Regions from separate parts of the Mus musculus genome. Here all the other regions are linked to region 1. A link is a contact called in public Hi-C and promoter capture Hi-C data. All regions are on one chromosome and are shown on one strand. Each heading gives the region's core, a stretch centred on a gene start, on an enhancer-like site or on the middle of the called end of the contact. The rest is flanking DNA. Distances are from core to core; before and after follow the strand shown. Region 1 holds the start of Acyp2 (acylphosphatase 2, muscle type). Region 2 holds the start of Rtn4 (reticulon 4). Region 3 overlaps Eml6 (echinoderm microtubule associated protein like 6).

Region 1 (3,719 bases), core at 765-3,264:
TTTCTGAGTTCAAGGCCAGCCTGATCTACAGAGTGAGTTCCAGGACAGCCAGGGCTACACAGAGAAACCCTGTCTTGAAAAAAACAAACAAACAAAAAAGTATTTGAAATTTAGAAGGCAGATTATTGAAAATTCTATCCTTATTATCTGAAGTGATGGGTTACTAGAAGACTTCAAATAGCTCACTAGGAAATACAGTTCTTCAGATATAGCCTGTTTTAACTGTCCCAGACAATTGAAATATCTCTGAATAATAATCAAGACCATGAAAACAAAACTGTATAACAACAGACAGAATGACTGTAAGTCTGTTTCCATTGGCATTAGATAAAATTGTTAAAAATTCTCATCTTACACAGCATCACATCTAGTTATAATAGAGATTGAGGTATTTCTTAGGATTTCTATTGCTGTGAAGAGATGTCATGACCATGGCAACTGTTATGGAAGCAAACATTTAATTGGTGCTAGTTTACAATTTCAGAGATTTAGTCCATTATCATGGCCAGAAGCATGGCAACACGCAGGCTCACATGGTGCCAGAGGAACTGAGAATTCTACATCTTTGTCTGAAGGTAACTAAGAGGTGACAGGATTCCATACTGGGCATAACTTGAGCATAGGAGACCTCAAAGCCCTGCCTCTACAGGGACACACTTTCTCCACTAAGGCCATATCTCCTCATAATGCCACTTCCCATGGGCCCAAGTATTCAAACACAGTCTGTATGGGCAACAAAGCTAGCCAAATCACCACAAGGCACCTTTCAGATTCATCAGCCTGAATGAAAAGATCAAGCCTAACTTTATCTCAGAATCACCACAGATTTGGCACCGTCAGAACATTTCAGAATTGATTCATTGTCTGTCTTAGTTAAGGTTTTTATTGCTGCCATGAAACACAATGACCAAAAAGCAGCTTGGGGGAGGAAAATGTTTATTTGGCTTATACCTCCACAGCACTGTACATATCAGGATAGGGACTCAAACAAGGCAGGAACCTAGAGATGATGTAGAGGCATGGGGGGTGGGGTGGGGGTGGGGACTGGTTACTGACTTGTTCCACATGGCTTACTCAGCCTGCTTTCTTATAGAACCCAGGATCCCTGGACTAGGGATGGCATCACCCACAACTGGCTGGGTTCCACTGCTCCCTCCCCCACCCCCCCATCAATCACTAATTAAGAAAATGCCTTATGGCTAGATCTTATGGAGGCATTTTCTCACTTGAGGTTCTCTCCTCTAAGATTACTCTAGCTTGTGCCAAGACTAGCCAGCACACTGACCAAATACCCTTTGTGCCACTAAGCTAAGCAGGTCCTTCATTTCAAATGTCCACCTCAGGATGTTGGAAATGGGGATATTGTTTCAAGGGCACACATTTTCTTCATATGAAGTGGAGATTATCATATATTTGCACAATGGTGAGTATAGTTAAGAATGATATATATTTAAAATCGTTGAAATCTTAAATGAAATCAGAGATGAAAGTTAATTAGCTTGAATTAATCTCCTTACAGTGTACCCATGGGTATACTATGTATTCTTTACAGTGTACCTATATAAAATCACCTAAAACTTAAAAATTCTTTGACATTTTATCCTTGCATATAATGAATTTTGGTAATTTTCCCCCTATTATCCTTCTCATCTCTACCCACTTAGACTTTACCCGCTCTGTCCTCTCAACAAGTCACCCTCTTATTTTCATCCTTATAGAAAAAACAAAACAAAACCTTTTTTGTGTCAAATAAACGTCGGTGGGTAGATATTAGTTGGTTTAATCCCCTCACATGCCCGACCTCCGTTTTCTTTAGAGAACCGGGTCCTGGGGAACGCAGAGAGGGAGCACCCTGCTAGGGAGCCCGAGCGCCGGGTGTCCCGTCGCCCTCACTGTGTACAACGGTCATCTGCCATCTTCTTACGCATGACCCAGCGCGCTCTTGTCTTGGCTTCTGGGCGTCGGTCCCAGAGCCCATAAGTCTTCCTCCCCTGGCGGCTGTCGCAGTCTCCGCGCCACATACCCAGCTAATGCTGCTCGGGAGAAGGCTGGCCGCCATGACCGAGCTGCTCAAGTCTGTGGACTACGAAGTGTTCGGGACAGTGCAAGGTACGGTCTGACCTGGGATGCCAAGACGAGGCCGTGGGAGGGAGAGGAGGAAGCTTATGCCATCCATTTTAGGGACGGTTCTTCTCACTGAGGCAGCGACTTCCGCTCAGCCATGACACAGCAGCCCGGGGCGGGGAGAACGGGCTAGCGCGGGGCGGAGGGAGGTCACCCTGGGTTCCCGAAGAGGACGCTGCAAGCCTATAGGATGGGGGTGGGGGACGCCTAAGTGCGGCAGAAAAGCAAGGGTACCTGAATGATACTGGGTGATTTACTTTGTCAGAGGTTGTAGCCCCTCTCCAGCTAGCAATTTTTCCTTCCTGGGTTTTGGAGATTGAACCTTATATATTTATGCACAGTCTTACATTTGCGTACTAGATTGCTGAAGTACACTCCCAGGCCATTTAAGTGAAGTTTTAAAATTTTTGTTTGATTATAAGCTTAAATAGATGCATAGAATATAATGTCTGACTTACTTTAAATCTTTATATTTGTAATTTAAAACGTTAAAACATTCTTTTAATTTTTTCTAACGCAACTTGACATAGTAGTGCATGTAGTCCTTATGCAGAAGAAGGTGGATATTTGAGTTCAAGACCAGGCTGGTCTATACACTTGAGAAAATTATCTAATGGCGTATAAATACTGTAACTATTTAATGTATATCATCCATTTAAAAGAAGAAAACTTTTTGAGACTGGAAATGTAGCTCAGTAGAGTGCTTGCTTAATAGTCACCAAGCCCTGGAATGGGTGCTCTGCTCTGTACCAGACCAAGGACGAGCTAGTCCTTATAAGCCTGTAATGCAGGTTCCGGTCTTCAACATAAAAATAATGCCTTTCTTTTTCTTTTTCTTTTTCTTTTTCTTTTTCTTTTTCTTTTTCTTTTTCTTTTTCTTTTTCTTTTTCTTTTTCTTTTTCTTTTTCTTTTTCTTTTTCTTTTTCTTTTTCTTTTTCCTTTTCCTTTTCCTTCTCCTTCTCCTTCTCTTTCTCTTTCTCTTTCTCTTTCTCTTTCTCTTTCTCTTTCTCTTTCTCTTTCTCTTTCTCTTTCTCTTTCTCTTTCTCTTTTCTCTTTCTCTTTCTCTTTCCCTTTCCCTTTTCCTTTTCCTCTTTCTCCTCCTCCTCCTCCTCCTCCTCCTCCTCCTCCTCCTCCTTCTCTTTCTTTTTCTTTTTCTCTTTATTTTTTCTCTTTTTTGGGGGGTGGGGCGGGGGCTTGAGACTCGGTTTCTCTGTATAGCCCTGGCTGTCCTGGAACTCACTTTGTAGACCAGGCTGGCCTCGATCTCAGAAATCCTCCTGCCTCTGTCTCCCAAGTGCTGGGATTAAAGGCGTGTGCCCTTTAACGAGGATATTACTTCCTGTTTGAGTCGGATTTCCATTCTACCTTCTCCACATAATTTTATTCCATTGTTTGGTATGCATGAGAATTTCTTTTATCTCCATCCCCAATCCCACCTCAGATGTGCTGTTGTGTGTGTGCATGGGGTGGGGGGATACTATGGGATACTTTTCTTAACTTCCTTTATCAATAAGCTTTAGTGATAACCATTAGTAGATTTTAAATGTGAGTTTGTATTGGAAATTTATTTCTAAGTGGGAAAACTGGATTTTTAA
Region 2 (3,719 bases), core at 536-3,035, 960 kb after region 1:
ATTCAATGCATTTTGTCAATGTAAATCATATACTTATAAAAACTTCTAACTAATATAGGAACATTTGCCCTAAAACATTTCATTATGTCTCAGGATAAATCTACCACAAGTTCAACTAATTCCTGACCAGGAATCCACAGGTTTGCCCCTTTTTAAGGTCAACCATTTTGCCTTTTCTCTACAAGTCAATCTCGATGCATTTAAAGGCTAAGAGATGCCATTAAATTTGGCAATTTCTTTTACAGCACAACTGAGGCCCTGGATAACTATGCCCCATCGGAACAAAATGCCCAGATCTCGTTTCTCAGGCTGGTGTAGGAATCACCACATTAAACACAAATGAACTGGGCGGTGGCAGAACTTCACCAAAAGTCTCTCCTTCCCTTTTCTCCTGGAACCACGCCACTGGAGGCGCTCGCTCCCCCTTCACCGCAGTTGGGTTACTGTATAGACGTTAGCAGCTCGGCCAGTTCCCCACCAATAAAGGGAGAAAGAAACAGGGGATTAGTGCAAGGGGATCCCCCGACGCCCGGCAGGAAGGAAGGCAGGCCCTAAAAAATAAAAAAACTGTAGAGTGGTCGACAAACGCCCATCCTTTAAATAAAGGGATTAGGGCACCACAGCCTTCCCATTCCCACCTCCAAGCCCAGCCCAGCCCAGCCCAGCCCAGCCCAGCCCAGCCCAGCCCAAGGAATCCACCATCCTAGTTCTTCAACACACTCCTAGCTGCTGATAGGCGAGAACTTCGTGCTGGAATGGGAACCAGCGACTTGGCAGCGGTGCACGTGCTCCCCGAAACCCCGACAAACAATGAAGGCACCCAGGCTTCCGAGGCCGCCCCACCCTTCTGCCCGCCTCCCGCCAGCGGGGGCGCCATCACCCTGCCACTCGTAGACAAAGCCCTAGGGTCCCGAGCAGCCCTGCCCGTCCCCTCCTCCCCCGGGCCAAGACACAAAAGAGGGAGGGGCGTAACGCGCAGCAGCACTCACCCACTGAGCCCGAGCCCCTGCGCTTGGGCGCGGCCGGCGTGGAAGGGGGCGCGGCGGGCTCCGCTAGGGGGCTCGCGCCGGCTGGCGCCGGAGGCCGCGCTGGAGGCTCGTCGTCCTCCGGGAGCTTGGAGGGCAGGACTGCGGCAGCGGGCGGCAGGGATGGCGCGGACGCCGCGGGGCTGCGTTCCCAGGACGGCTGCCTCTCAGGGGCGGTGGGGGGCGCGGCCGGCAGCGGCCCGCGGGGCGCGGGGGGCACCGAGTCGCTGCTGAAGTCCAGCAGCGGTGCGGCGGCGGGGGGCACCGGAGCCGCGGACAGCCCGGCTGCGGGCTTCCTCTCCAGCACCTCCAATTCCTCCAGGTCCTCGTCGTCCTCCTCCTCCTCCTCGTCTTCCTCGTCCTCCTCGTCCTCGGGCTCCGTCACGAACTGGTACTTGAAAGCGGGCGGGGGCCGGGGCGGGCTATCCGCGGACGAGGAGACCAGCGACGACTGGTCTATGTCTTCCATGGTCGGCGATGATGCTGCAGCTACTGCCGCCGCGGGCCACTTCTCCTCAGAGCCGCGGGCGGTTGTGGGGGTTGGGCAGGACTGGCAGAGGCCGGGCTGGCCGAACCAAGCCGAGGAACCCGCAAAGGCGACAGCTCCAGGAACAATAAGACTTCTCCTCCTGCCTCCGCGCTCGAGATGCGCCACCCGCCCTGTCCTCAGTTGCAGCAGCCGCCGCCGCCCAGATGAGCAACTGAGAGAGGAGGGCAGACTCTCCGCCCAGTTTGGCGTGACTCACCTTCCCGGCAGGGGAGGGCTGGCTGGCGCGGGGGACAGAGAGCCAATAGGCTGCGGGATAGAGAAGATGGATCACGGGGTTGTCCAATAGAAATAGGGTGCAGGCGGAGCCTGCCATACTTCCTTGGTGGCGTTCGGAGGGCGGGGTTTGGAGCTGGGATCCACCCCCACCTAGTGTAGTTGGGGAATGGGGCGGGGACTTGGCCTTGCCTACAGCGGGATTTTAGTCTACCAAAAGGGGGCGGGCTGCGGTCCCAGGATTTGGAGAGTTTTCCAAGAAGCCTGTGGAAGGGCGTTATCCTGGGGACCTAGGAGTGGAAAGTTTCCTCCCCGAAAAGGGAAAAAAAAAAAAAAAAGTGGAGAAAGGTACTAACAAGACTGAATTAGGTCTTACGGATTTTTTTAGATAAAAGACTTATTTTCAGACATGGTCCCAACGCATAACTACCACCACCTCAAAAGGAGAAAGAAAAACAAAACATTTATTTGACACTTTCAAGTTCCCTCCCTTTCTAGACTGCAGGCCTGGAATGAGGTAGGCAAAACAGCTGTGCTAGATTACCCGGAGCTCTGGGCTCACTGTTTAGAATGCTTTCGGCCTTGCATTCTGCTGGACTCTAAAAGTGCACGGAGAATGAGTCACCAGAAAGGGAGAAGGGGGAAGGAACGTTGAAATAGATGCCTTGGAAGGCAAAATTGGTTCACTATTTTTCACTCACCTCAGGCTGATGAGTCAACATCCCGGATGATTCAGGCTTCCTAGGAGTCGGGAAGCCCTACACTCACTGGTTTGATATGCTGGAATGGCATGTCTCCTGATGTGCGGTCCCCCCCACCCCCACCCCCCCAAAGCTACACTTTAAAGAAAACGGTAGCCAGGTGTGGTGGCACATGCCTTTAATCCCAGCACTTGGGATGCAGAGGCAGGTGGATTTCTGAGTTCGAGACCAGCCTGGTCTACAAAGTGAATTCTAGGACAGCCAAAGCTACACAGAGAAACCCTGTTTCAAAAAATCAAAAGAAAGAAAGAAAGAAAGAAAGAAAGAAAGAAAGAAAGAAAGAAAGAAAGAAAGAAAACGGTAGAACATAGAAAACTTTGCTTCAAGGTTTGCAGAGTCCCTTTATCTTTCTTATACACTTTTCAAAAATACTGGCTGCATGCCTACTCTGGAGAGAGGATTGCCTGCATTCCAATTGTTCAGTCTACATGTGCACTGTCTAGTACTGAAGCAACTGGCTGCTTTTAGCTCCTGAGCACTGAAATGAAGTGTGTTCTGTGAATAAAATACACACTACATTCCCAGAATTTATAAGAAATGTTATAATTTCTGTTTCACATTGGTTTTATGTTGGCATTGATAGTATTTTGGATATAGTGGGATGAGTACACTATATTATCAAGTTCACTTGTATTCTTTTTGAAGCAGCTTGTAGAAACTTTTAAATGCATGTTCTAATAACTAAGATATTTGATTGCCATGGATTTTGTTGGTTTTTAAGCAAATTTGTAGTCCCAACAAAGTAATATCACCCTAGATTTAGTTTAAGTTTTAAGAAAGAATTGGGTGGGGTGGATGTTGGTGAGGGTTGCTGGAGAAATGGCTTTAACAAGACCTGAGTTCTGTTCCCAGCATCCAAGCAGCTCATAATCACAGCATACACACTCACACACATCTTTTTTTAAAAAAAACTTTTAAAATGTAATGGGGCTAGAAAGATGGCTAGTTAAGAGAACTTACTGCTCTTGCAGTAAATAAACAGCCCAAGTTTGAGTCTAAGGACCTACATGGTGATTTCCAACTCTCCATAACTCCAGTTCCAGCAAATATGAAGCCCTCTATGACTTCCTCAGGAGCCAGGCACCTGCGTGGTGTCCCACATATACACCGCATAGCATTCATACACATTCTGGTCCTATTCATTCTGGAAGAAAAGAGACATTGAAAGAG
Region 3 (3,719 bases), core at 701-3,200, 860 kb after region 1:
TTTGTTCTGGAGGCACTGGGTATCTGCAGGTTATTTTCATTGGGGCATTCCCAAAATCAACTGATGAAAGTCAGAGAGAGGCGACAAGAGTCTGACCCAGGAAGAGGTTCCTGCAGAGACACTGCTATTTTTATTTAATTAGTTATATTTAATAAATATGTAGTTATTTAATAAATCATACTTCATTTTAAGTATTTTTTGAGATAGTCTCAGACTGGGCCAGGCAGATGTTTAGCTGTGCTGCACTAGAATTTGAACTTTGTTTGAGCTTTATAACCTGTGGGAGTTTTTGCAGTACAGTCAGTAGAAAGAAAAACATGTAACTTACTGTAAAAGGTGCCAGTCCCAACAAGAGCAAGGGAAATCACATAAGTCCCCCAGGCTTCAGGTCAGACAGAGTCAAGGGCATGAGATGGGATCCGTGGTCAGCAACTTGAGTCACCTTACCTTCGTGAGGCCAAGAATCGAGTGGGAAGAGCTGCCTCTCACCACCCTCTTCTTTTGTATTCTCTGCTCTATTGTCTTAAAGACTCAAGAAGGCAGTGATGTTCCTATTCCTTCTCTCTCTGTGTAAGATGGAGTAAGATGACTGTTCTGAGTTCACCGCACACACCACCATATACTGTGTGTTATGTGGAATATTGATTCCCTTTCCTAGTCATTGCTAGGGGAATGAAACCCTTCAGCCATTTTATGTTGGAAGTGAAAGAGCAACAGAAAAGTGGGATGTATGAAATTTTTATTTGGAAGATTTTAAAGTAATTTCAAATGCAAAATATATAAACATGTTATCATTATTAAATATACCAGCTCATGCACAGAGAATATTCTCATTGTTGTATGGCTATTATCATTACTCACCTCCAAAACTCACTTCCTCTTGTGAGACTAGAATTCTCAACCCAGCACACAGTAGCTCTCCTGTCAGTCCCTAGAAATAGCTACTTTCTCTATGTACCTCATCTTAGTGAAAACACACAACACTGTCTTCTCATTACTACCTCACTTCCCTCCACATGGTGTCCTCAGGAATCATCCATGCAATGTCCTATGTCAGAATTCCCTTAAGGCAGATGATAGCAGGCTATATGTCTGTCTCACATTTTGCTTGCATGTTTATCTATTGATACACACCTAGGTTGCCTCCACACTTTAGCCATTATGACAATGCTATGAATCTTGGTGCACAAGTATCTTTCCAAGACCCTGTTTTCATTTCAGCCTTGGGTATATGCCCAGGAATGGAGAAGGTGGATCTCATGGTCGGTAGGACTGTTGGCAGTGTTGTTGCTATGGGAGAGGGGGAGCACTGAGAGAGGGTCTTATAAAATACCTCAAAATGGAGACATCACTTGAAAAGGGAGGAAGAGAGGTGCAATACCTTGCCCTTTCTTCTACCCAAGGCTAGCCTCCAGGACTGGGGAGGCACTCGGAGCACAAGGAGGGAGAGGCCAGGGTTTCTGAAGAAGCACTGACCTCCCTCTCTGGTCCTTCCGTCAGTGAAGGTGTCAGACCAGTGGTCCATATAGCTTGAGAGCAGAGTAGAATACATGTGATCTCTAAAAACTACTCTGTCTTGAGAATAGGAGCAGACCCCGTGGTCCCTATGGTTTCAGAGCAAGTAGAATATGTGTTATCTCTAAAGTCTGTGCCATCTGGAGAATAGGAGCAGGTGCACCCATACCACTTGCCTACTTTAACTACAGTCCCGTCAGCTGTGAACTCTATGTCATGCCAGGTCCCAAGGTGCTACATCTCAGGAAAATGCCATGCTCCCCAAGACCAGCCTAGCTTTTGGTAGCAGAGACCCAGAGAACATGGACAGGGTAAAGAGCAAGATTTAGATGCAGGAGTTTGTTTATTCATCTCATCTCATCAGAATAGTGAAAGCATTTGCCAGAGCCAGCTGGCTTGGCAGGAGTAGGGATGGTGTAGGTGCAGGCGCAGCCTCAGCTTCAGCAGTCCTCGTGTCCATGGCAACCACAGCTCATTTGCTTTTGCAGGAACATCAGTGCCCCAAATGAAAGCTCATGCATGGAACACTGGAGAAAAGAATACATGGGACGAGATAAAACACAGGGTTTATTCTAGATAGCAAAAGTTCATTTCTGAAAACTGTAGGACTATATGATCTTAGGCAATCAACAGTTGGAGCCCTTACAAGACACTTCATTTCTCTTTTCACAGCAAATGGCCTGGCATTGTTTTGGTTCATATAGTACATTGGTTTGATTCATGTAGTACAAGTCTGGAATTATTCTGAGTTGTACAACCATAGTATGATGTGGCAACCAGGCTAATGCATGTGGCTTTTGCTCTGGGTGACTGGCTCTCTCTCCTTAGCAGTGAGGACATTGTTTGGTTGTTTGATTGTTTGGTTGTTGGTCAGTTTGGTTTGTTTGCTTGCTTGCTTGTTTTGTTTGTCTGCCCTGTTTTCTATGTAAGCAGACTTTTCTAGTGATAAAAATATGGATTCTGAAATAATTCACCTTCTATTATTTGGGGCAGTAATATATGGATGAAAAGTGCAGACTTTTTCATCTTTGCATCTGCTCCTTGTCCTCAGATTTCAGTGGGTGTGGGTGTGGGTATGGATGTGTTTGGGTGTTTGTATGTGTATGTATGTTTCTGTGTATGTGTATGTTTATATATGTATGTTATGTTTGTATTTGTGTGTATGTTTCTGTGTATGTGTGAATATTTGTGTATGTTTGTGTATATTTGTGTGTATGTGTGTATGTGTGTATGTTTGTGTATATGTGTTTGTGTGTATGTTTATGTGTAGGTGTATTTGTGTGTGGGTATGTTTGTGTGCGTGTGTTTGTATGTGTGTGTGTATGTGTATGTTTCTGTGCATGTGTGGATGTTTGTGTGTATGTATGTTTGTGTGTAGGTGTATTTGTGTGTATGTATACATGCACTCGTGGGCAGAAATAGGAAGAGAAAGCAAAGAAAAAAACTGCACAGCAGGCAGAGGGAATGAAAGAGTGGTGACCTAAATGTTTCTTCTTGTAATAATTTTAAAAAGGGAGAAAACACATACCCATAATTATGGTTTTCTTTTTTAAAAAATTGTTTTTAAGTCATATTATACCTTGCAAGGGAGGAGGGGGAGGGGGGAAGAGGAGGGGGGAGGGAGAGGGGGGAGGAGAAGAGAAGAATTCATTTGCATGCTGTCCAGTCTCAGTTGCCCCCAAATGTTACTCTCAGTTCTAAAATCCACATCTCATCTCAGCTGGGCACCCACAGATTCAGCAGCCCTGATGGCAACTTCCTGAGAGAAACAGATTTTTGATTGCCTAGCCTAGTGTGGGCGTGGCTCCTCCTGGGCCAGCATCAGCTCCGAGGTAAACTGGCCTTCAGCAGAGGTGCTTCTTGTGGAGGGGTGGCCAGCTGATCGCCTACAGATGTCTGGCACTGCTCGGGCTTGCCTCTCTCGAATCTCTAACTCCCTTGCAGTCAGTTCCTCACCTAGCTAGCTCAGTATTAGGAGGTTAGTTATAAATTATGGTCCTTTTAAAGCTATAGATAGTAAAATGAGCTGTTGAGATGCCGTGAGAACTGAGTTTTCTGTCTGTACCTTCTATCTCAAAAGTCATTCAGAAAAATGGCTTGTCTGAATTTTGTTTCCCACATATTTTATAGCCATTTTTGAAAGTCCTAATAATATAATTTCTTTGCAGATTTGTTTAGTTCATTAGAAAAGTAATGGTTGCTCG

What was found. Promoter capture Hi-C pulls out the DNA fragments that hold promoters and counts their contacts. A called contact is a pair of places that touch in the nucleus more often than the background predicts.
Region 2: a promoter capture Hi-C map of pre-B cells shows a contact between it and region 1, with 4 times the contacts expected there. The contact joins the promoter of Rtn4 here to the promoter of Acyp2 in region 1. A contact is called at or near these places in 6 of 39 promoter capture datasets (the HPC-7 cell line, HPC-7-derived erythroid cells, cranial neural crest and 3 more), 4 of 484 Hi-C or Micro-C datasets (adipose-derived mesenchymal stem cells, cerebral cortex, nephron progenitors and 1 more) and 5 of 115 datasets of contacts at active chromatin or transcription factors (bone marrow-derived macrophages, embryonic limb bud, forebrain and 2 more).
Region 3: a Hi-C map of cortical neurons shows a contact between it and region 1. The contact joins the enhancer-like site here to the promoter of Acyp2 in region 1. A contact is called at or near these places in 2 of 39 promoter capture datasets (the C10 cell line and hippocampal neurons) and 1 of 484 Hi-C or Micro-C datasets (cortical neurons).

Annotation. Positions count from the first base shown.
Region 1 is chr11:30,647,691-30,651,409 of GRCm38.p6, reverse strand. Acyp2 (acylphosphatase 2, muscle type) reads left to right here and starts at 2,014. Exons shown (of 4, transcript NM_029344.3): 1 at 2,014-2,109. The coding sequence starts at 2,031.
Region 2 is chr11:29,690,964-29,694,682 of GRCm38.p6, reverse strand. It overlaps Rtn4 (reticulon 4), which reads right to left and starts at 1,785. Exons shown (of 9, transcript NM_194054.3): 1 at 990-1,785. The coding sequence starts at 1,494.
Region 3 is chr11:29,787,227-29,790,945 of GRCm38.p6, reverse strand. All of the region lies in intron 24 of Eml6 (echinoderm microtubule associated protein like 6), which reads left to right. Among named protein-coding and RNA genes, the nearest start is that of Gm39671, 20 kb to the left of the region's middle. Within about 2 kb of position 1,950, at least 108 of the 459 cell types and tissues checked have an H3K27ac peak or open chromatin away from gene starts, as enhancers often do. A contact at or near this core is called in cortical neurons, where this site is marked.